5 separate regions of the Mus musculus genome follow, and all the other regions are linked to region 4. The links are chromatin contacts, called in public HiChIP or PLAC-seq, Micro-C and promoter capture Hi-C maps. All regions are on one chromosome and are shown on one strand. Each heading gives the region's core, a stretch centred on a gene start, on an enhancer-like site or on the middle of the called end of the contact. The rest is flanking DNA. Distances are from core to core; before and after follow the strand shown.

The links. Promoter capture Hi-C pulls out the DNA fragments that hold promoters and counts their contacts. A called contact is a pair of places that touch in the nucleus more often than the background predicts. HiChIP or PLAC-seq counts read pairs in DNA pulled down with a chosen protein or histone mark.
Region 1: a promoter capture Hi-C map of embryonic stem cells shows a contact between it and region 4, with 2.8 times the contacts expected there. The contact joins the promoter of F2rl1 here to the promoter of Iqgap2 in region 4. A contact is called at or near these places in 4 of 39 promoter capture datasets (cranial neural crest, embryonic stem cells and liver), 3 of 484 Hi-C or Micro-C datasets (CD4 T cells, embryonic stem cells and regulatory T cells), 16 of 115 datasets of contacts at active chromatin or transcription factors (bone marrow-derived macrophages, craniofacial prominence, effector CD8 T cells and 9 more) and 2 of 9 other capture datasets (liver and pancreatic islet).
Region 2: a contact with region 4 is called in an H3K27ac HiChIP or PLAC-seq map of DN3 thymocytes, with 4 times the contacts expected there. The contact joins the enhancer-like site here to the promoter of Iqgap2 in region 4. A contact is called at or near these places in 4 of 39 promoter capture datasets (embryonic stem cells, liver, neutrophils and 1 more), 13 of 115 datasets of contacts at active chromatin or transcription factors (CD8 T cells, DN3 thymocytes, embryonic hindbrain and 7 more) and 2 of 9 other capture datasets (embryonic stem cells and liver).
Region 3: a contact with region 4 is called in a Micro-C map of palatal mesenchyme, with 1.8 times the contacts expected there. The contact joins the promoter of Poc5 here to the promoter of Iqgap2 in region 4. A contact is called at or near these places in 6 of 39 promoter capture datasets (the HPC-7 cell line, HPC-7-derived erythroid cells, hippocampal neurons and 2 more), 3 of 484 Hi-C or Micro-C datasets (muscle stem cells, palatal mesenchyme and regulatory T cells), 4 of 115 datasets of contacts at active chromatin or transcription factors (acute myeloid leukemia, effector CD8 T cells, embryonic stem cells and 1 more) and 1 of 9 other capture datasets (liver).
Region 5: a contact with region 4 is called in an H3K27ac HiChIP or PLAC-seq map of embryonic stem cells, with 2.3 times the contacts expected there. The contact joins the promoter of Crhbp here to the promoter of Iqgap2 in region 4. A contact is called at or near these places in 5 of 39 promoter capture datasets (3T3-L1-derived adipocytes, embryonic stem cells, hematopoietic stem and progenitor cells and 2 more) and 5 of 115 datasets of contacts at active chromatin or transcription factors (embryonic stem cells, memory CD8 T cells and stem cell-derived neural progenitor cells).

The regions. Positions count from the first base shown.
Region 1 is chr13:95,523,820-95,527,884 of GRCm38.p6, forward strand. F2rl1 (coagulation factor II (thrombin) receptor-like 1) reads right to left here and starts at 1,421. Exons shown (of 2, transcript NM_007974.4): 1 at 1,218-1,421. The coding sequence starts at 1,308.
Region 2 is chr13:95,590,603-95,594,654 of GRCm38.p6, forward strand. No RefSeq gene overlaps it. Among named protein-coding and RNA genes, the nearest start is that of F2r, 26 kb to the right of the region's middle. Within about 2 kb of position 2,794, at least 50 of the 459 cell types and tissues checked have an H3K27ac peak or open chromatin away from gene starts, as enhancers often do. A contact at or near this core is called in CD8 T cells and DN3 thymocytes, where this site is marked.
Region 3 is chr13:96,385,955-96,390,343 of GRCm38.p6, forward strand. Poc5 (POC5 centriolar protein) reads left to right here and starts at 2,340. Exons shown (of 13, transcript NM_026173.3): 1 at 2,340-2,577; 2 at 4,269-4,389.
Region 4 is chr13:95,890,439-95,894,563 of GRCm38.p6, forward strand. Iqgap2 (IQ motif containing GTPase activating protein 2) reads right to left here and starts at 1,484. Exons shown (of 36, transcript NM_027711.1): 1 at 1,226-1,484. The coding sequence starts at 1,271.
Region 5 is chr13:95,443,327-95,447,465 of GRCm38.p6, forward strand. It overlaps Crhbp (corticotropin releasing hormone binding protein), which reads right to left and starts at 1,505. Exons shown (of 7, transcript NM_198408.3): 1 at 1,274-1,505; 2 at 850-943; 3 at 411-568. The coding sequence starts at 1,354.

The DNA of each region.
Region 1 (4,065 bases), core at 171-2,670, 370 kb before region 4:
GAAAAGCCAAGTTGGGATATTAAGTAGCTCGGGTTAACAAGTAACCCAATTTTTTTGTTGTTGTTGTTAAAATCAAGTTCACCACGTACGCTAGGAACCTCTACCTCCCAATCTCCTCACTCTGAAAACAGAGGAAGCCGACTAATCAGGGTATGCTTCCTATACTAGGTAAATCACGAAAGTAATCACCTCCAACCACTTTTTTTTTAAGTTTGCACACACTTTGTTCCTGAGTTTTTAAATTTCTAACTTTAAATGACAGGCAAACGGAGAGGGGTTGGACGCTCTTCTACAACTTAACGACAAAGTAAAAGTGAGAAATAGCCTTTAAGACTACAGCAAGTTTAGAACGGAAACGCCAGGCCGGGTTTTGCAATAGCGCTATCACTGGTAGCAAACACCCCCCCACCCCACCCTACAGCCTACAGAGGTCTCCGTGGCTTCTAGAAGGGCCAGTTCGAGCTCACCAGGAGCTGCAACGCCCAAGCCGGCAGCGGGCCAGAGGAGCACCGCCCCGAACCGCTTTCCTGCAGTTCGGTTCCTTGGGCATGGCAGCCTCAGAGAGAGACCTGGGTGGCTGCCAGTGTTCGCTCCCGGCGGCGGGAAGGTCTCGAAATCTCTAGGCTGGAGATTTCACCTGGTAAGGGTCCGAAAGGGCCCCTTCTACCACCACGTGACATTCAAACCGCCTGAGTCCCGTGCCCAGCGCATCCACTGCGATGCCAGGTACCGTAGCCCCGAGTGGGTCTTGAACACTGTGGTTCAACCCGCAAAGAAAGGGTTCAGTGAGTGGGTGGGTGCGAGTGTAAAACTCGAGGTGGGAACTTCCCAGGGCACGGGCTCCCACTCACTCCACCCATACGTGAGCCATCAAACTGCTATAATCCGGGGGTCTAGTAAGACCCTATAGGACGTAGTTCGCAGGGTCCGCGAAAACCAATTACTGACTCAGTGTTTGTAAAGGAACGACCGCAGGGAGGGGAGGCTGAGTCCTGCGGGCGCTCCTTCCTTATCTCCCCGAACCACGTCGACGAGTAGAGATTGGAAGTGCCCAGACCAGGATTGTTTCTAGCGCGTCTTTGGTGGCACTTAGGTGTCCCGGCTGATTGGTCCTGGTTAGGGACCCCCATCAAAGCTACAGAGAGTGTCCAGGGGGTGTGCCCGCCTTCCCCGATTCCCCCACCAGCCCAGAGCGTTCCTTCGCCGCTCGAGCTCACCCGGTGCAAGGTTCTCGGTCCGGCTGCAGGAGACCGAGGCCGCCAGAAGGGTGATACCTCCCAGCAGCCACGCCAGGCTGAGACTTCGCATCCCCGGACGTGGGGCGGGCGGGCAATCCGCCACCAGTGGTTCGAAACTCGGAGCCCTACTCTGAGCACAGGGTCCCTTCCCTTAACACGAGCTTCACTGAGCCTTCCTGGGGCGGGACCTGTTTCAGTGAAACCGGAGCCCCTAGACGCACCTGCGGAAGACCACGCCCCCAGGAGACCACGCCCCCTCGAACGTCCTACGCAGGCCACACCCCGGGCCACCTGGCCCAGCACAGCCTGACCGTAGCTCCCGTGTGCTGGCCAGCGTCCACTTGGCTGCTGGAGTCGCCTGCGGGTGAGGCTGGACCGGTGAGGTGGCTACATTGGAATGCAAATGACAGGAAGGTTGGGACCCAGGGTTTTAGAGCCTGGGCGATGTCCAAAACTATCTTTAACCTTTAATTACTTCAGAGAACCAGTGAGGTCATCCTGTGAATGTTAGAAAGTCTATGCTAGTTGCCTTTGTCTTCAGTAATTGGTGTGGAAGGCTTTGTGGTGTAATGGGCAGTGCGGGACCGATATGAAAGGGGTTCTTGTTGGTTATTGTTTTGTTGATTGTTGTCTTGGTTTGCCTTTTTGCGAAAGCTTTCTTTCCCTACTACCCACCTGACTTCAAACTTGTGACGATTCTCCAGCCTCGACCTCCTAAGTGCTGGGGTGCCAGGATTGTTCCACCAGTTCTGGGATTAACTCATCTGTTATCCAGTGTCATTAAACAAACCTGGATGTGTGGGAAGCACTAACCGCCAATGGTTCAGTACTGTTAGCTTGTCTAATGCCCTCAGCACTGTATGTGCCCGCTCCATCTGTCTTCCCATTTTACAGAATAGGAGATGGAACTTAGAATGTTTGCTGCCTCTGGGGTTACACAGTTCTTTGGCACAGTTTGTAAATGTCCAAGCTCAAGTCTATGACTGAAATTTGTCCACAACTTGTTGCTCTATACCTGATTCCACTCGGGTCTCTTCTGCATCGTGATCCCATGTTCCAAAGAAATATATAAGCATGGGTTGGGGTGTGTAGCTTGGTAGTAGAGCACATGCTTAGCATGTCCAAGGACCAGAGTGAATCTCCCCCACAGAGACAGAGGCAGGAGCATAAAGAATTGGAGACCATTTGGGCTACATAGTAGAACCCTATCTTAAAAATAAATTAAAACTAGGACAATAAGTCAGACTTTACTGTTGTTCAAGAAAACTGTGGTTTGAATTACAGAGAAGATACTGGAAGGATTCATAAACGGAAGAGACTCGGATGAGCCCAAAGCAGGTGTCTCCACGGAGAGGGGATTTCAATGTAGGAAGGGCTGGCTGCAGTCCTGGACAGCTCTGAAATGATGACAGAGTTAGAAGAGAGACCGGAGTTAGCCATTTCTCTCAGGTTTGAGGACATCCACCTGGCATGTTGCAGAGGGGTTCCACTCCAGAGGGAAGGGTCAGGCAGTCACTGTTGATAGTTATTAATATCTGCGCAGCCTTGAGCCAAGTGGTCACCGCCATGTCCCATAAGTGTGTAGAATGCAGCTTCCATCTGATGCAAGATCTGGGTCACACCTCAACATGCCTGATGGATGGTTAGTCTTCTGCCTGTTCATTCTGCCCCAACGGGATCACACACAGCCAGAAATCAAAGGAAGAGAAGCAAATGGTCCTGAATAGGCCATGAAAATAGAATGCTTCCTTTCTAGATAACAGAAATGGACAGGTAATGGACACGGACACACACTCAAGAGTGGTCAGAAAAAGCAGCCCAAGGGTTGAGACAATTCTCTTTAATGGAACATCTCTGGAGGGGTCTCCCGTGGCTGTGTCTCAAAGAAGTTCTTTGGGAATGTGAATGGAACTTAGCTTTTTCCTTTGTGTAGCCTTGGGTGTGGTCTGGCTTCTCTCCTTCTGTGCCTCTATAACCTTGGATAAACTATTCACACTATGTTTTGATTTCTCACTTATGGAAATGGGATTAGCATTTTGTCTATTTAAAGACACCTAGGGATAAAACGAGGTTCTGATATGAAGTAGAACAAAAATCTTTCCTTTCTCTCAGGAGTACCTGCCCCACCGCCTGTACCACAGCTTTCAGGGTGTGGCTCCAGGACCCTCCCTTCAGAAAATTGACTTCTAAAAGCACAGAGTGTAATCTAACCTAAACATTCCTTATGTCAATCAATAGGTGAAAGCGGCCAGGCGGTGGTGGCACACACCTTTAGTCCCAGAACTTGGGAGGCAGAGGCTGTTGGAATTCTGAGTTTGAGACCAGCCAGGTCTTTGGAGAGAGTTCCAGGACAGCCAGATCTATACAAAGAAATGCTGTTACCAGGAAGGGAAGAACTAGGAGAGAGTGGGGCCATAAGTTAGTATTTTAATGTGTTCTTTTTACATGTGTTTATGTATTTATGTAGTGTGTGTGTACCTACATACATGATCCTGGACAATTCTAAAGTAGCCAGTGATGACTCAAGGGACCACTGTGCAGCAGTGAGGTCCTCTGGGGTGTTTTTTCTATGGTAGGGTCCAAGTTCCTCTCTGGAGGGTTGATTCACTGATCCTGGGATAGAACATGGAAACTAACCTCTTTGTTCAAGAAGGCCCACGCCCTGGGTCGTCTGTTAACTGCCCTGGTGTATGCTGCTGTCTCTGCCCTTCCTGCCCTAAAACACCTCAGTTTGGATGATGCTGAGCCTACTCAACAGAATCCCATTCTGAAAAGGGCCAGCCTACTCCTGAAGAGAGACACCAGTTCATCTCTGATGATCCTCCAG
Region 2 (4,052 bases), core at 1,544-4,043, 300 kb before region 4:
CGCCTCAGCCTTACGTGCGTGTGCCAGCTTACCCTGGTCTTCTTACCTTGTTGATGGAGGCACAGGCAGGCTCAGCGACCACTTGTAGTTACTGCAAAGTCACTTAAGGCATCAAAAATAGCAAAAAAGGGGAGAGAGAGAGAGAGAGAGAGAGAGAGAGAGAGAGAGAGAGGATTTGTTCAAGTACATGCTCTGTTCTGCATTGTCTTGGAGAGTCTGTAGACTCAACACCAGAGGCAGGCTCAGGTTGTCTGCAGGCCTCTGGGAAACAGCAGGAACAGGCTCACAAGTGCTCTGAGAGACTCCTGAGAGGGGCTCAGGCGTTCACTGTGCTTCAAAGCCCTTCTCCTCAGGATGGTGGAGCAGAGCTGGCCGTCTTCATGAAAATCACCAGGTACTCCCTCTAAGCACCCAGGCCCCAGCTGCCTCCTATGGGATTCCTGGACCTGCCTCTCAGTAGGATATGAGAGTCTGCCTGAGGACCATCCCAGAAGAGCATCTGACTTGGAGCCTGAGGGAAGCAGCAGAATGGAACAAAGGCCAGGTTTGAGCTGACTGACCCTGGCTGACAACTCCTACGTCCAGAGTGAAGCAAAGGGCTCTCACTCTTCTCCCGGGCTTGCCAGGCTTAAAGCCTTCTGACAGCCCAAGGGAGATCTGGCCTAAGCAGACTGACCTGATGTGAGCATCACTGCGCAGGCCCAGGCCTTGTGGGTTCTGTGAGGGTAGGAGTGGAGAGCTGAGGAGGAAGCGGGAGCACGGAGATCAGAGTTTGAAAGGGCAGACTTGGAGGCAAGCTCTAGTATCCAGAGCTGCTTTGAGTTCTCTTAGTCAATGGGAATTTACTTTGAAATTCATGAGGTCTAATAGGGTGTGAGATTTGAACTTGGCTCAAAGTGATGTAGGTGGTTTTGGGGGCGGAGTGTCAAATGTCAGAGCCCCCCCCCAAAGCCCTGACTCTTGCTTACCCCTTTTGTCCATCTTCATGCTACCCCCTCTCCAAAGCTCAAATCACATCCAATCAGTAAACTGTTGATAGGCTCAGAGGGCTTCCACCAGGTAAAGTCCAGTTGGCCAAGTGTGGCTTGCCAACCCATCCACTTGGCCCCACCTACACTGCCAGCTTTATGGCTTTATCTCCTACTCTGCTTTCCAGGAGCACTTTGTGATCTGAAGCTCTGGAATGCCGATCTTCCTCCCATGTGCAAGGTTAGTCCTCCATCACCCAACATCCTGCCTACAGTCTCTAACTCAGACACCTTCCTGGGGGCCCCTCCCGTGTACCTGGAAGAACACTTGCTTTGGGCTCTCAGAAGCAGATATACTTGGTGACTGAGGAGCGGGTGAGAAAGGTTGGGAGGAAAAGTAGGGCCTGAAAGGCACTGTGCACCCATTCATACCTGCCCATTGAATAGGGCAATGACAGGGCAAAGCTCTCCCCATCAAGAGCTAGTGCACAAACCAAGCTCACTTTAAGCCTATACATCCAGGCTCTTTAAAAGAATATGTACTTATTTATGTAACGTATGTATCACACATGCCATGGCACATGTGTGGAGGTGAGAACACAACCGTAGGGGGTCAGCTTCTCCTTTCACCGGAGGAGAGAACTTACGTCATCAGGCTTGGTGGCAAGAGCATCTACACACTGGACCATCCCATCATCCCTGTAATTTGACTCTTAAATACAAATGTAGTTCGTGGACCTATGGCCTACTCTCTGAGCCCTACCAAGTTCTACCTCTCATTCCTTTTTGTTGGTTGGTTTGTTTGTTTGTTTTGAGACAGGGTTTCTCTGTGTAGCTCTGGCTGTCCTGGAACTCACTCTGTAGACCAGGCTGGCCTCGAACTCAGAAATCTGCCTTCTTCTACCTCCCAAGTGCTGGGATTAAAGGCATGCGCCACCATCGCCGCCCTGCCTATCTCTCATTCCTATCAGAGAGAAATGCTCCACCCTTCCAATGATTCCTTTCCAACGAGTGGGACTGAATATGCCCGTGTCAAGAAATAAGATATGCCTACATGATTCCGTATGGGAATTCTTGCAAAAAGGTTATTCAAAAAAAAAAAAATAGGAGGATGAGGCTACAGATAGCATCTGAGACAGGGCCATTTTAGGAAGCAAAGCTTACGTATCAAAAGAAGCACAATAGCAACTGAAATTGAGTTAAATCGGAAACAGAGACGAACACAGCTCATGACATTTGCCTTTGCCAGCCTTCTTCCAAGGTCACACTGAGAGCATGATTATTATGACTTTAAAAAGTCAGAGGTTGTGATTGGAACCAGACCACTAACAGCGGTCCCCCAGGCTATGCTGGCACTGCAGGGTGGAAACTTCTCCATCACACCATTTTTTCCCATGACTGGTCATTTTCCGATGAACCTCTGCTGGAGGAAGTGACCTATTTGAGTCTTCCACTAGACTGCCACACTCGGGCTGGTGATGGAGCTCTGTGGTACAGCACTTGCCTGGCGAGTGCAAAGCCCTGGGTTCAGTGATTTCCAGCTTTGACAAAACCGCAAAACAGAACAGAGCAAACCACAACAGGCTTGCAGCGTTGCATTTCCTGTTATACAAATTGGCACTGTTTCGAGGTCTTATCTTTCCCCGATCCTCCGGAGGCGTGTGCTGTCTACTTTGAGTCTGGGTCTCAATTCTTTTGGATACTTTACAATTCTTTTGTTGTTTTTTAAAAAACATATTAAAATAACTGAAAAATCTTAGACACTGGACTGTGTTTTAGCAACAGTGGATGGTAAGCTAAACATTGGTGTTACTAAGATGAGTTTTCAGTCATTCTGTAAGAACATTGCAACAATGGGTTCAAGTCTTCATCCCTTCCTATGGCTTGGTCTAGTGGCTTTGAAATCCTTTCCCTGAAGAGACCTTGTCCAGTTTTATGTCTCCTTGACTCTAGGTGGCCTTGGGTGACCTGTGTCTAGATTGACCAATTGAATATGACTGTGGTAAGGAAGTTATTTTTAATGGTGTGCCCACCCAAGTTGTGTCCTCTTATTTGTGTGTGTGTGTGTGTGTGTGTGTATAGGTGTGTGTATATTTGTATAGGTGGTATATGTGTAGAGTAGGGGTATATTTGTAGGTATGTGTATTTGGATAAGGGTATATCATGTGTGTGTGTTTGTGTAGGGGTGTGTATGAAGGTGTGTGTATTTGTGTAGAGATATGTGTATAGGTGTGTATATATGTCGGTGTGTCTCTGTGTTTGTGTAGAGGTGTATGTGCAGCAGGAGAATGTATGTGTGTGTGTTTGGGTAGGGATATGTATGTAGGTGTGTGTCTATGTATACCATGGCACAGATGTGGAGGTCAGAGAGAGCTCTATTCTTTCCCTTCATCATGTGGACCCCAAGGACTGACCACACTCAGAGTATCAGACTTGGCAGCAAATACCTTGATCCTCTGACCACCTCATGGCTCCTACCTTGTTAAGATAGGATTTCCTTGGCCTGAACCTTACCAAGTAGGCCAGGCTCTCCCCACTGAGCTTACTGACCTCAGCTTCCTCAGCACCGGGAAAACTAGCATACACCACTACACCTTGTGTTGTTTTAAAAAGATGGGTTCTAGGAATGGAACTCATGCCTGAGTGCTTGCCAGAAAAGCATTTTATCAACTGAGCCACATTCCTAGCCCTACTCTTATGCTTGGTGCCTTTGCCATCTCTCTGTGTGGGTGGGTGGGTGTGTGTGTGTGTGGGGGGGTAGTCTGCTTGAGGATGGGAGACATGCAGATCCCTCTTCCCTCATCATCCTGTGGCTGTCCTAACTCAGCTCATGGTCCCGATACAACAGCAGGGCCATTTGTCTGACTTTCCTGGAACCTTAGCAACAAGTGCCTGTCCTATTCTGGGCTGTAGTATGGTTGCTATACCCAGTACCTTTGTCTCTAAAGGAGTTTTAGGACTCAAAGATACAATATAAAAATAAAAGGGCCTATGGTGGCAGAGCTGAAGAGATGACTCAGTTGTCAAGAGCACATGCTACTCTTTTAGGAGACCTGGGTTTGGTTCTTTGTTCTCACTTCGTGT
Region 3 (4,389 bases), core at 1,090-3,589, 500 kb after region 4:
TTGGGGTGTTGCCTCTCCTGATTCAGAACGTGGGAGAGTCCTCACGTTGTGGGTCTTTCACATCCTTCTTCCAAGTTGTTTTTATCTCTTCTGAAAACCTAAAAATATATCATTTATCTTTGACGTAAAATCTCAAATCTTTCTCTAACTATTCAGTTCAGCCTCCCGCGATGCTCATCCAGCCATGCGATTCGTGTGCAGTTTTTACTTTTGAAATCCCTGCATCACAAGCTGTTGTTCATTATCCAGCTACAGGAGCCAAATCAATGAGCTCCCGTTTCAGTGAGAGACCATGTCTCAAAAAATAAGATGTGGTATAACCGAAGAGGACACCTGACATTGACCTCTGGCCTCCACACACAGTAGCACACATACAAAGATGAGGAAGAAAAAACTGGATTACAGTGGCAGGGGTCTGCTAGCATTTCCTCTAGGCTCTGCCCAACAGTTACCTAGCAATAACCAGGTACCAGCCTAGCTTCAAATGCTCTCTCTCTCTCTTTCTCTCTCTCTCTCTCCCCCTCCCCCTCCCTCCCTCCCTCCCTTCCTCCTTCCTTCCTTCCTCCCTCCCTCCCTCCCTCCTTCCTTCCTTCCTTCCTTCCTTCCTTCCTTCCTTCCTTCCCTCCCTCCCACCCTCTCACATGTTCCCAGCTGGCCTCTCTCCTCTTCTCCTCTTCCCCTCTTCCTCTCTCCTCTCTCTGTTCCCCTTTCTCTGCCTCTACCCCCTCCCCCAGGTCCCAAATAAACTCCCTTTTATACTTGGCCTGTCACATGGGTTGGTTGTTCTGGGGGACACCTTGGCAGGGCCCGTTGAAATGCTCCCTTCCACCACCCCTGCCACCACCTCTGCCACCACCACCCCTGCTCCTTTTATAAAACACAACAGGGTCACCATGTAGTATTCAACTGAACAACAATTATTAGAACGAAGTATAAAATTATTTCTAGTGGTAGTAATTTGTCTTTTAAAATAAGCTTAGGGGAGGAAATCAACACAGCTAATGCCAACAAAAATTTTTTGTGATCTTCTTCGTTATCATTCAAATATAAGAGCCAGTGAAATGGCTCAATGGGTAAAAGCACTTACCACCAAGCCTTATGACCTGCGTTCAACCCCCAAGTCAGGTCACACGTGGTGAAAATAGAGACTATTTCCCCTCACCACACACACACACACACACACACACACACACACACACACAGAGAGAGAGAGAGAGAGAGAGAGAGAGAGAGAGAGAGAGAGCATAACTTTTAAAAGATAATAAAAGTCTAACTCTTGACAAACAGAAGTAGGTGAGGCTGCAGCTGTGCCACTTCCGTATACAGAAAAAAGAAAGTGACATCATGTAGGTTACAAAAGGGGTGGGGGGGATCGAACAGATTATTCTTTTCTAGTCTGGGGTCCGAAATGTCTGTTTTAATATATTAACTCATTTTATCTCCCTAGACCGTATTATGTGGGTAGCATTACCGAAGGTGTTAATGAGTACTTACTAAAGCCAAGTTTTAAGTTGTAATTGTGTTCTGTCTTTTAAGGTCGCGATATTCCACCAAAAGTTTCTGTTTGCAGCTTACAGCAGTTAGGTCATCAGTAAAACTTAGGCTGGTTAGACTCAGTCATGTTGGTTTAAAGTAGCTGCCAAGGGCTACTTTGGGAATTATCTGTTGGGTCTGTGATAGTAAACAATTTTACAGTATTAAATTACGTTGCTATGGATTTAGAAGTGAATTACACTGGATTCTCCCTGTTTAGCCTTCTGTATTTTATTTTAGCTGAGATGTCACCAAAGTTAGGATCTATGTTTAAATTTTTGAATACCCCACACAGAATAAACCAAGGGAAATGCCCTGGAGTTGCAAGTCAAAAACAAACAAACAAGCAAACAAAAAACAAAAAACTTAGGCTGGCAGTTTGTTATACCCTCATCCTCATAATTACATTATTCGTTAAACTCCCTAACCCAAAACTAAAGAAATCAATAGAGGGCATCGGACATTTGTGTTTTTAAGAGAGCAGCTGCCGGGCCAGTGGCCTTGCGGCCTGTTATCTGTGCATGAAACGAAATCTCGAGGCTTTATGCCTATGTCATCCTCATTGTTGAAAATAAACAGCACTCAGCTTTCACAGATTTGCGAAGATAATTAAATTTGTCTGCAGTGCCGCCCCGTAGTAGTCCTCAGGCACAGAGCAGCACCGAGCATGCGCTCTGTTCTGGGAACTCTGGGCCGGCTTTTGCCTGTAAATCTCCTACTTCCGGCTTGTCCCGCGGAGATACCTTGGGCTCCGCCCACTTACCACGGACCAATCAAGTTTAAGATTGCTGAAGCTGTGGACCAATAGTTAGGGCTGTCTTTCATCAGGGCCCTCAGTTTGAAACTGTCAAGTGGCTGCTAGGGGAGCCGCTGTGCTTGCTTTGGTTGCGGCGGCGACGCCGTCTGTCGCAGCGAGTCAGGAGCCGAGGTTTCGCCGAGACGGTGGATCCCGGTGGCGGCGCCCAGGCCGGTTCCTCCCTGGCAGGATTGGGAGCATCGTCCCTGGAGGTGCCAGAAAGAGAAGACACAAGTGATGCGAACTAAGTAGGTCCTGTTCTTTAGGACGTGGGGACATAGCCAAACAGAACGTTGTTTTTTATTAAGAAAGAATTAGATTTAAATGGGGCCGGATTGGAGGATGGTGAAAGAAAACTTGGAAGGGCCTGGTGCTCGCCCTCTCTTTGCGTGCAGTTAAGACGGGAGAAGTCACCTTGCGGCCAGCTACACGTTGGTTCGTTCTCCGCCTCTTAGAGATTGCGTTTGAATTCCCCGAGTCCGCTTTTCAGTTAAGTTGTACCAGTAGCAAAGAGAAGCATTCAAAGTATCTTGTGGTTTCAGCTTAGGTTAAAGAGTGCCGAGAATGTAGTGGAATGGTGCGTGTCACCCTCTAAAGCACCATTCTTCTGAACCCAGAAACTGAAGAAATGCTACTGTTTTCGTCTCACGTTATTTCTCCTGCCTGTTTGCAAAGAGCAGGGATAAATGGCAGATAACGTATTTTCCAAAAGTCCGATCGCTTTCTGACCGCAATATGTTTTTAAGAAACAATTTTGGCGTCTGATCATACCAGCTCATTTGTTACTAAAATAATCCACAATTCCCAACTCTGGTTGCCTACCAGGTCTGCAAACAAGTCATAAGGGAAAATGTAATTAAAATTAAAACGGATCAAATTACCACAGTGGTTGATTTGAGACTAGTGAAGTGTTCATTCTTCGATGCAGATCCATGCCTATTTTATCTTCCCTGCATGGCTTAATGAAAGACAGTCACAGCTCAGACTTAGTTTACTTATCCTCTGGAACCATACCAATGCTGAATAAAAGAGAAATTCCCTTTGCACAATTCTGGCTGCACCCTGGCTTTCTATTCTGTGGTTTTCCCTGCATCTCTCCCTTCTTCTTCAGTGTCTTTATCTCAATTGTTTTCTTAGCAAACTATAATTGAGGCCTGCTCCAGGGGCAGCTGAAACTGTCACGGGTGTCAAGGCAGCCTCCTGATCTGCATGCTGGGGGCCTTCCTTGCCCCCTTCTGGCCAGTGACCCTCATACTGCTCTCCACACAATTCCGGTGTTCTGGCTGCCTCCCATCTTTCTCCTGACACTTCACTGTTCCTTAAAAGCTAGCAGTTTTAGGTTCCTCTTCTCAGAGCAGTCCTCTGTTAGGATTATGAACTCCTTTGAAATCATGTTTGAATCTAAAAATCCTTCTAGAAAATACATATGTTTATATTCTAAAAGTGTGTGCAGTTGTGTTTGGTCTGCAGGATAGCAGTTCTTTTACCACAATGGGGAATCCCATCCATCCCCATTTCTTTCGTATTACCCCAAGAGGTCAATGCCTCCTCAGTCTAAATCTCCAGCCTATGCTTGTAATACAGGCAAAGGCACATCCTAGCCATTGTGAATTCCAGTGCTCGGAGCTGGGTGCTGAGTAGCCAACGTAGTCACATAACCGCTATCCTTCTGTAACCACAGAATTCAGCAGATTGATTCCCAGATCCTGCAGATGCCTACATCTACAGATGTTCAAGAGAACTATATAAAATGGCATAGTGTAGCCTATGACATATACCACCCTTCACACTTTAAATTATGTCCACTTTACATAGAACCCTAATATAGTATAAATGCTAGGTAAGTTGTTATTGCACAGAATTGTCTAGGGGATGGCGATAAGAAAAGTCTGTGCATGTCAAGACCAATGTGATTTTAAGAAATACTTTTGGCCCACAGATGAGTAAATCCATAGGAGCCCAGGGATACTGACTCCTGCGTGCCCACAAACCCGATGCTCCAGAGGCAACCTCATGCCGGCACAGCTGGTACTGAACTTGCTGACCTTCCAGTTCCATTG
Region 4 (4,125 bases), core at 234-2,733:
TGCATTTTCTCACTTTACAGAAACTGCAGCTGGCTCCTTGCTGTCACAAGGAAAAAACAAACCTCTCACCTCTGACAGTCCCTTCCAAGACTGGGATGTGTGTGTGTGTGTGTGTGTGTGTGTGTGTGTGTGTGTGTGTGTGTGTGTGTGTGTGTGTGTGTGTGAGAGAGAGAGAGAGAGAGAGAGAGAGAGAGAGAGAGAGAGAGAGAGAGAGACTGACTGACTGACTTAGGGAAGTTGGCGACCCTCTTCCAAAAATTTCATCCGTGCTCCTACCAAACACCACAAACCACATGAACACACTAACTCTGTTGCAGTTGTCACCACCTTAACCTAAACCTGGTACTGCGTCTAACAAGACCAGTCCAAGCAAAAGATTAACCCATGGTTCGTGGCCATGCGTTTGTCGACAGGGCCAACCCGGGAGAAGAAGCCAGCGTTCTGTTTGTTTTAAAGGAAATACTTCCTAGCGCATATTTAGGACTCTGAACTCTGCACAAGGGGCCACGTGGTTGGCGATAATCTGGCTCCCTCTTGTTAGTCAAAGCCACCTCTTTCCGCCGCCGGCAGCCCGGGGCTGGGTAACCGACACCGTCACTTTCAATCAGACCGGCTCAGAGTCTGTCCTTACAGAAATCCTCCCGCGCAGGAGATCGGGGGCGGGGAGAGCCACCGGGAAAGTGGCTGGGGGCGGTACGTGTCCCTGGAGGCCTTGGCTGGAAGGGCCTCACACCTGTGGGGCCTAAGTGGCTCTAGCTGCTCAGGTGAGGCCCAAAAGAGACTAGTAGGAGAAGCCTGCCCTTCCAGGAAAGTGCCTTCACCTCTCGCAGAGCGCGCGGGCACAGGAGCTGCGCTGCCCACCTGTAGCGACAGCAAACAAACTTTCCGCCCCTTTTGGGTGGGAAGCATCGGATCCCCTACGCCACCCTCTGGCTCGAGCCGGCAGCGCCCAAAGCAAGGCGGGCTCCTCACCTGATACCCCTAAACCACAACCTGATCTGCACCAGAGCTGCTGAGGCTTGCGAGGTGGAGGGACTTAGCTGGAAGCTGCAATTAGGAATTTGGAAGAAAGGGGCTTGGAAATCCGCGCCCTGCTCCTTTGCAATTCCAATTCTCAACTTTGCCAGCCGCTGCCCTCCGCAGCGCGCCCTCAAGCCCCTCGGCCTCCCCAACGCCGTCCCAGGGAGAGGGGCGCCCCGAGATCAACGGGAGCCCGAACACTCACAGCCGTAGCGGGGCCGTTGCAACGACGGCAGCTCTTCGTGCGGCATCCTGCGCTGCTCTGGGGGCCCTCCCGGGGAGCGCCCCCCGTGGTTTCCCTCGCTGGCCAGGCTCGCGGGCTCCGCGCCCGGCGGGCGCGCTCCGATCCCACCTCTGGGCTGCCCTCGCCCGGCTTCTCGGAGCTGACCGCTCCGCTCCCTCGGTGCTCCTTCACTCGCGCCTGCGGCGGCCGCGTCTCGCTGACACCGGGGCAAAAGTGAACTATCTCCTCCCTCGCTCGCTCGCTCGTTCGCCCGCCCGCCCGCCCGCCCGCCCGCGGGCCGTACCGCCTCCCCCAGCAGGTTTCCTTTCTCCTCCCGCCCGGCCCCGTTATTCACCGCGGTGGGAGCGCGCCGCCGTGCAGCGACCCCTACTGGCCGCACAGCGCAGCGCCCGGTTGCGAGGACCCGCCTCCCGCGAGAGGAAGGGGCTGAGAGGCACCCTGGACCCCTGCAGCTGGAGCCCAGCGCACAGATGGAGGGCGACTTGGAGCATCCGGAGGGTGGAAGTGAACCAGCGCAGGGAAGAGCAAGAAAAACCACAGCAGACCACAGGCACCCAGTTCGCCTGGGTGTTGCTCAGTGACTGAGAGACAAACATTGCAGTTCCTTTTCCTCTAGAGAGATTGCACGGGGACAACCCTCACACACTCACCTCCCCACCCCACCCCCGAGCCCCGCGAGCGCCTGCTTCTCGCATTTAGGGGTATAAACGAAAGTTGTTTATGACTTTTGGCTTACGAGACACAGGATTCCCCTTTCTTGACAAGAAACGGTAAGGGTGAGCTCGTGCGCGGGCTGCAGGAGCAAGATTAACAGCCTCCAAACAACACTCAGAACACAACTGCCAGTCATCCGCCCACCCCTCTGCCAGCCCGCCCCCAATGTGCAAAACTGTCGCTCAGGCCCAGCCGGGGTCGCACAACCACAAACCCCTTTCCGGCTCAGCTTTTGAGACAGAAACCACAAGTAGCTGTTTTAAAAGCACGGTTTTCATGCGGTTGCTTGGAGCCTGGAGGAATGTGGGAGCCCCCCCCCCCCAAACATGGGCCACTGCTTTTTCACAAACGTGGGGCATGTGGGTGATCACATGACTGAAAAAAAATCATCAAAAGAGAGGGTCATAAGAGATGATTTAGCCGAAGAAAGGTGGTCTAGCGACACTAGTCACCTTTAATTAAGCAAATCTACAGAGAGCAGCCAGCTGCTTTCTGGGAGACACAATGAACTCTTGAAACTTGAAATTCAGACTCTTGGACCCCGCCCCGCCTCCAGTTCCGTTGGTCTGAGTTGAGGCTCATGAACTTGCGTTTCTCACAAGTGGTCAGTGAAGCTGAAGTTGTGCCAGCCTATGAGTTAGGTGCACAGGAAGAGGGAAGTCTCATCAGATGAGAGCGAGAGGATTCCCCACCCCCACCCCTAGAGACATTGGATTCTCACCCTGTTGGAATGGGATGAAAGGGATTTTCCTCCCCACAAAAGTAGATGCTTCTAATGCTATGGCCACAGGTCAGCAATACTCATCCTGTGACCAGCCTGTCAGCCAGGCTTCTTCCATGTCTCAGAGACGCCATGTTGGACTCTAAAACGCACTGCGTATTCTGTGCATCAAAGATGAACTCCTCACACATCAGTTCTCAGGATGAACACCAGGATGCAGGGCCTCAAGAAGTAGATGGTCTATGTGAGGAGAGGTGGGAGGAAATCGCTGTAAACCACAATGGCCTGAGAAGGTGGTATGATTTCAAAGTGTGGTGTCAGGTGGAGTTTGAAAATAGGCAAGAGTTGGGTGGAGAACATCCTATCCTAAGAGACAGGCAAGGATGGGAGCCATGAGCTGGAACCTGAGCTTGGGCTGGGAACCTATTACTAAGCAGCAGAGCACTTTCTGAATGTCAGACCAAGTGGTCGATTATGACAATTAAGGGACATTTGAGAGCCCTTAAAGGCGTTCTAGGGTGGTTTTGTTGTTTGTTTATTTTTGAGACAGGATCTTGCCCTACTTGTGACCCCACAGCCTCAATCTCCCAGGAGCTGGGCTTGCATATGAGGGCTACAACAACCACCCATGACTTCTTGGTTTTGAGCATAAGAATCGCAGAATGTTCTGGACTTGAGAAAAGGTGAGTTCTGGCCAGATTACAAAATGTATTAGAGCAAACAAGGTGGAGATGCTGATGTTGGATGGAAGGGGCTATAGAAGACGTTAGGAAAGAAGAGCTTCTATGAAGTTGACCTCAGGAAGCATGATGCTTTCTTGCAGACAGGCTGAAGGTCCTTCAATGCTAACAAGTCATAGGTGGGCTGGATAGAGTGAAATCTATCCTCTATGTTTGCATAAACACAAAGATGTAAGTGGGAAGATTGTAGTTCTAAGTTTGCTGGCTTCTGAGCGCTCTAGAGGATCTGGGGCTCTGTGACAGCTGATGTCACTGTGAGAAATTAATGCTAAGACACAATCTAAGGCAGTGTTTTTCTTTTCTTTTTTTTCTTCCTTTCTTTCTCTCTCTCTTTCTTTTTTTTAAAAGATTTATTTATTCTTATTTATATGAGTGAACTGTCTTCAGATATACCAGATAGTTGTGAGCCACCATGTGGAAATTGAACTCAGGACCTCTGGAAGAGCAGTCAGCGCTCTTAACCGCTGAGCCATCTCTCCAGCCCAGGCAGTGCTTTTGTATCTTGCAAGTGGCTGGAACCAATCTTTGTCATCTCTGTTTGCATTGTGCTGTCTCACAGATCACCACACACCACCTCTCTGGAAAGAAACTCACCTGCAGAATGGTAGGTTATTTGTTCTTAGGATCTGACCTCAGACCACAGACTCAACTAAATACATGGTCATTGTCCTGTGTCTTCAACTGCG
Region 5 (4,139 bases), core at 255-2,754, 450 kb before region 4:
CCCTCTCCCAACCAGTGCCCCACTACTTCAAAACCACCATCAGCCCGGGCTCCTGGAATTACAAAATGAGTTCAGATCTCAGATCGCAAGCGAACCCTCCTGGAGAGCTCCTGCTAATTATTTTTGCCATGTTTTGTACGCCGCAGATTGCATCATAGCGTCTCACACTGCAAGTTCAAGTGCTAGGAAGTTCCCAGGAGTTGGGGAGAGCACAGAAGGGAAATTAAACCATCGACGTCCAGGGGCGCTAGACCTGCAGCGTTTGGCGCTAGACCCTTCCTAGGAATCCAGCCTCCGGGGCTCTCCCAGGGAGTTTCTGAGACTCGAGCACTTAGAGGTTTAGTTGTCCCCCACATGGACGCGCTTAGGGGAACGTGGGCTGGGGCCGCGAGTAGTGGGGACCCCCTCACCTTCAGGAAATCCCCGCCTTGGCAGTCGATGGAGACCAGGTCATAGTGGATGGTGATGAATTCCTCGGGTTCGCCGATGAAGAAGGCGGCGCAGTGCAGCTGCGGCCGGTCTGCGGTGAAGGTGAACTGGCCAGGGAGGCTCAGCATGTCCAGGCACCCTGGGAGAGAGCATGGAGCCCGGGGTTCCCAGCTGTCTTGGGAAGCTGCTCTCAGCGCGCCCCATTCCCCGGCTCCGCAGCGCGCCCCAACCTGGAGCTCCCAGCTTAGGCTGCACTGGGTTCCCTCGCTCTGGCTTGGAAGGAGCCGCGTGGATGCTGCAACCCAGGGGTCCCAGCCAGCCCCCCCCCCCCCGCCCCGACCAGATATCCTGCAAGCCTGTGTCCTAGGTTCTTAGCCTCCCGCCTCCCGGGCACCCACACACTGGACAGCCCCAACTCACGCAGAGCCCGTCGGTACGGCTGCTCCTCTGCCAGGTCCCGCTTCAGATTGGCACTGAAGAGCAGGAGAGGGTCGTAGACCGCGGCTTCTTGCACCTGGAGAGGAAAGTGGATCGTCTGGAAAAGTTCAGGGGGAGGGAAAGAAAGCGAAGCAGGAGCAGGGAGCCCTTTTTGCAGCTCAGAGAAGCAAATGGGGCAGGGGGCAGTGGGGCATGTCTCCTGAGTTCAGAGTTTATGCGTGAGTCGAAGACTATTTCCACCAGATTAGGGTACCCAGCCCAGAGAAAGGCAGGCAGTTAGGATGCTCAGGGGCACGGAGAAAGCTGTCTAGGTGAACCAGGGAGAAAGGATCAAAAGTTGGTCTGCTGTCCCTGGCTAAATACTCAAGGGATAGAAAGGTGTTAAGCTCGAGAAAGGATGGCTCACCTCTAGGTAGCGGCTCTCTCCCCTTAGAGCTGTCAGGAGGATCAGAATGAAGTGACATTGGAGTTTGAAGTTCGGTGACATGCTGGCCTTGTGTCTGCAGCTGGAGTGCTCTGCTGCGGAGATCTTAGGCGTTTCTTCCCACACCTTCGCCCACACTGAGAGCTCAAAGCAGCGAGGGTCCCTTTGCTGGGTCTCTTTTATAGAGCAGTAGAGGGGAGGCTCTCTGCCCCTTAACTGATCTGAGCTTAGTTACCATGGGTTACCCTGCCTCGGTGACAAAATGCGTGGCAATGACGAGGGTCCAGCTCTCAGCCACAAATATTTCAGCATGGCCCCGCATTATTCATCAAGAGTGACACTTCAGTCACGAGGACCTAGTGACCTGAACGCATAGCCGAAAGAATGAGGCAGAGGCAGAGAGATTCGGGGAGAGCCTTTCACTTGGCCTGTAAAACGTTACATTATATTCATTATACATATCTGGGGAACTTTTGGTTTTATAAAAGCAAATGACAGACATGTCAGACACATATGACCTCCTCATGGGGCCTAGCCATATAACTGTGGATGGGACTCTGATGGGAATGGCCAGAGCGTAGTATCAGTACGGCTATCATTCCCCTCCAGAAGAAATATGAGGTGGTTTCAGCCTCAAAACTTTGACAGAGCCTGATTTTATAGAATATTGCAGAAATAAAATCCGGGCTTCCTGTCCCTTGCTTTATCCCGATCCCGCTTCTTATCGGCCTTTCCTTAATGAAGAGCAAGAATCTGCAGACTTCTGGATGTCAGAGGGGCTGTCCCTGATCTGTACGTTTCCGGTGCTCTGGACACCTGGGCAGTGCTCTGTAGCCAGGACTTCGGCCTCAATGAACCACTGAGAGAAAGTCGCTCTACGCCGTTCCTCCCAGCACCTGCGTTACTCTGACTCACCCGAGGGAAACGTGCTGACGCTTCCACAACTCACACACAGCTCCCGTGGAACGAGAGGGAATCCACACAGGAGTGGTGTGTAAGCTCACTTTTGCCGATTTGGCAGAAGACCATGGCTTCTGCTTTTGTCCAGAGCTGGGGACAGTATAGAGACAGCCCCTCCAGTTTTCCCCACCCCTTCAAAACAGGCAGTAAACACTGCTAGAAAACTCGAACTCAAGACCACAGCGTAAGGTTTTAAGGAAAGAAAAAGGATTACATTTGTGGCGAAAACACTTGAAAGAAACAGAAATCTGTTAGGATTCTGTCAGGATGTCAGAATTGGTTGTTTTCCTATTTGAGACAACACTGAGATCTGCAGGGGTGGGTCTCAGGGTTTACACCAGGGGGGTCTTCCTTTTCCTGATCTAATGCTATAAACAGTCCTTAGACCAGACCACAGAGCAGAAAGAACACACCAAGTTCATGAGCCCTGGCACCACGCCCTTCTCTGCATCCTCCACTGTTTAGGCATCTGAATTTCAGACAGGGATAGGGAACACTGAGGGGAATGAAAGGAAAGAATTTAATAGCTTAACATCGCCTGCCTGCCTGCCTGCCTGCCTGCCTTACAGGCATCCAGCCATCTCCAGGACTATCTCCCTAGAGAGATTTTCAGGCACGTTCACCTGGCATACCATGATCTACCCTCCTCTCTCATCCGCGCAGACCAGGCTTTGGCCAGCCCAGGGCTCACCCCGACACTTACGTCCAGCCCAATACCGTCTTTTCCACTTTGGGGGTTTGGCACCTGTGTCACCTCAGCTCCAAGTTACTTGTGAACATTATCAAGACCATCTTGTTTTCTGGCCCACCCCTTCACATACATACCTACCCCCACCCTACCCCCACCCTACCCCCACCTCTGCCAGCACAGGGACAGCGATGTTCTCTGCATGCTTGCGTGCAAACAAGCAAGCCCAGAAACAAATAAATAGGTTTTAAAAAAAGGTTTTAAAGAAACAAGATGAAGCTAGTCTTAGTGGCATGTGACTGTAATGGCAGCACTGAGGAGGCAGAGAGAGGATAAGAGAGGGGAGGGGAGGGGAGGGGAGGGGGAGGGGGAGGGGAGAGAGAGAAAACGAACCATGGAATAAGGCTTACGATAGCCCAAATCAATAAAACTGCTTGCTTTCACAGAGACTTGTTGTTTGATTTGGTTGCTATTTATTTTCTTGTAGTGAGAAAATGGCATGAGTTCTAGTTCCTGACAGGCATTTCAGCAAGGACACAGTACAGATTGTAGGGATGGTGCTAGCCTGCTGATTCTAGAGCTTATCCACCCTGCACATCTGGAATTTCACCTGTGTAGATGAACAATTCCACCCCCGACTCAACCTCTGGCATCCATTGCTCTCCCTTCTGCTGCTCAAAGGTGGCTCTTTTTTTTTTAGAAACTTCGGATAAGTAGAACTCTCAGTACTCAAGAGGGTTGGGAATCACAAGAGTTCCCAACCAGTTTGGGATACATAGCAATAACCTAGTCAGGCATTGGTAGCACATACCTTTAATCCAAGCACTTGGGAGGAAGACATGGGATCTCTGTGAATTCGAAGCCAGCCAGGTCTAACATAGCGGATGAGTTCCAGAAAAGCCAGGGCTATGTAGAGAGCTCTTGGCTCAAAAGCAAAAATAATAAACAAAGAACCCGCCAGAATCCTGCAGTATTTGCCATCTATGACTGGCTTATTTCAGTTGAGGCTCATCTAGATTTAGTATGCAATGGGACTTCCTTCCCCTTTCTTCATAAAAGCCATCTCGACACACAACAGGTGCGAAGTCAAGGCTCACTGAGCCTTTCCTTGCTTTTTTCGGTGATATTGATCATCTTTTTGTATAATTATTGGTCATTGATGTGCATTCTTTGGGAAAATGTCTCTTCAAATCTCAAATC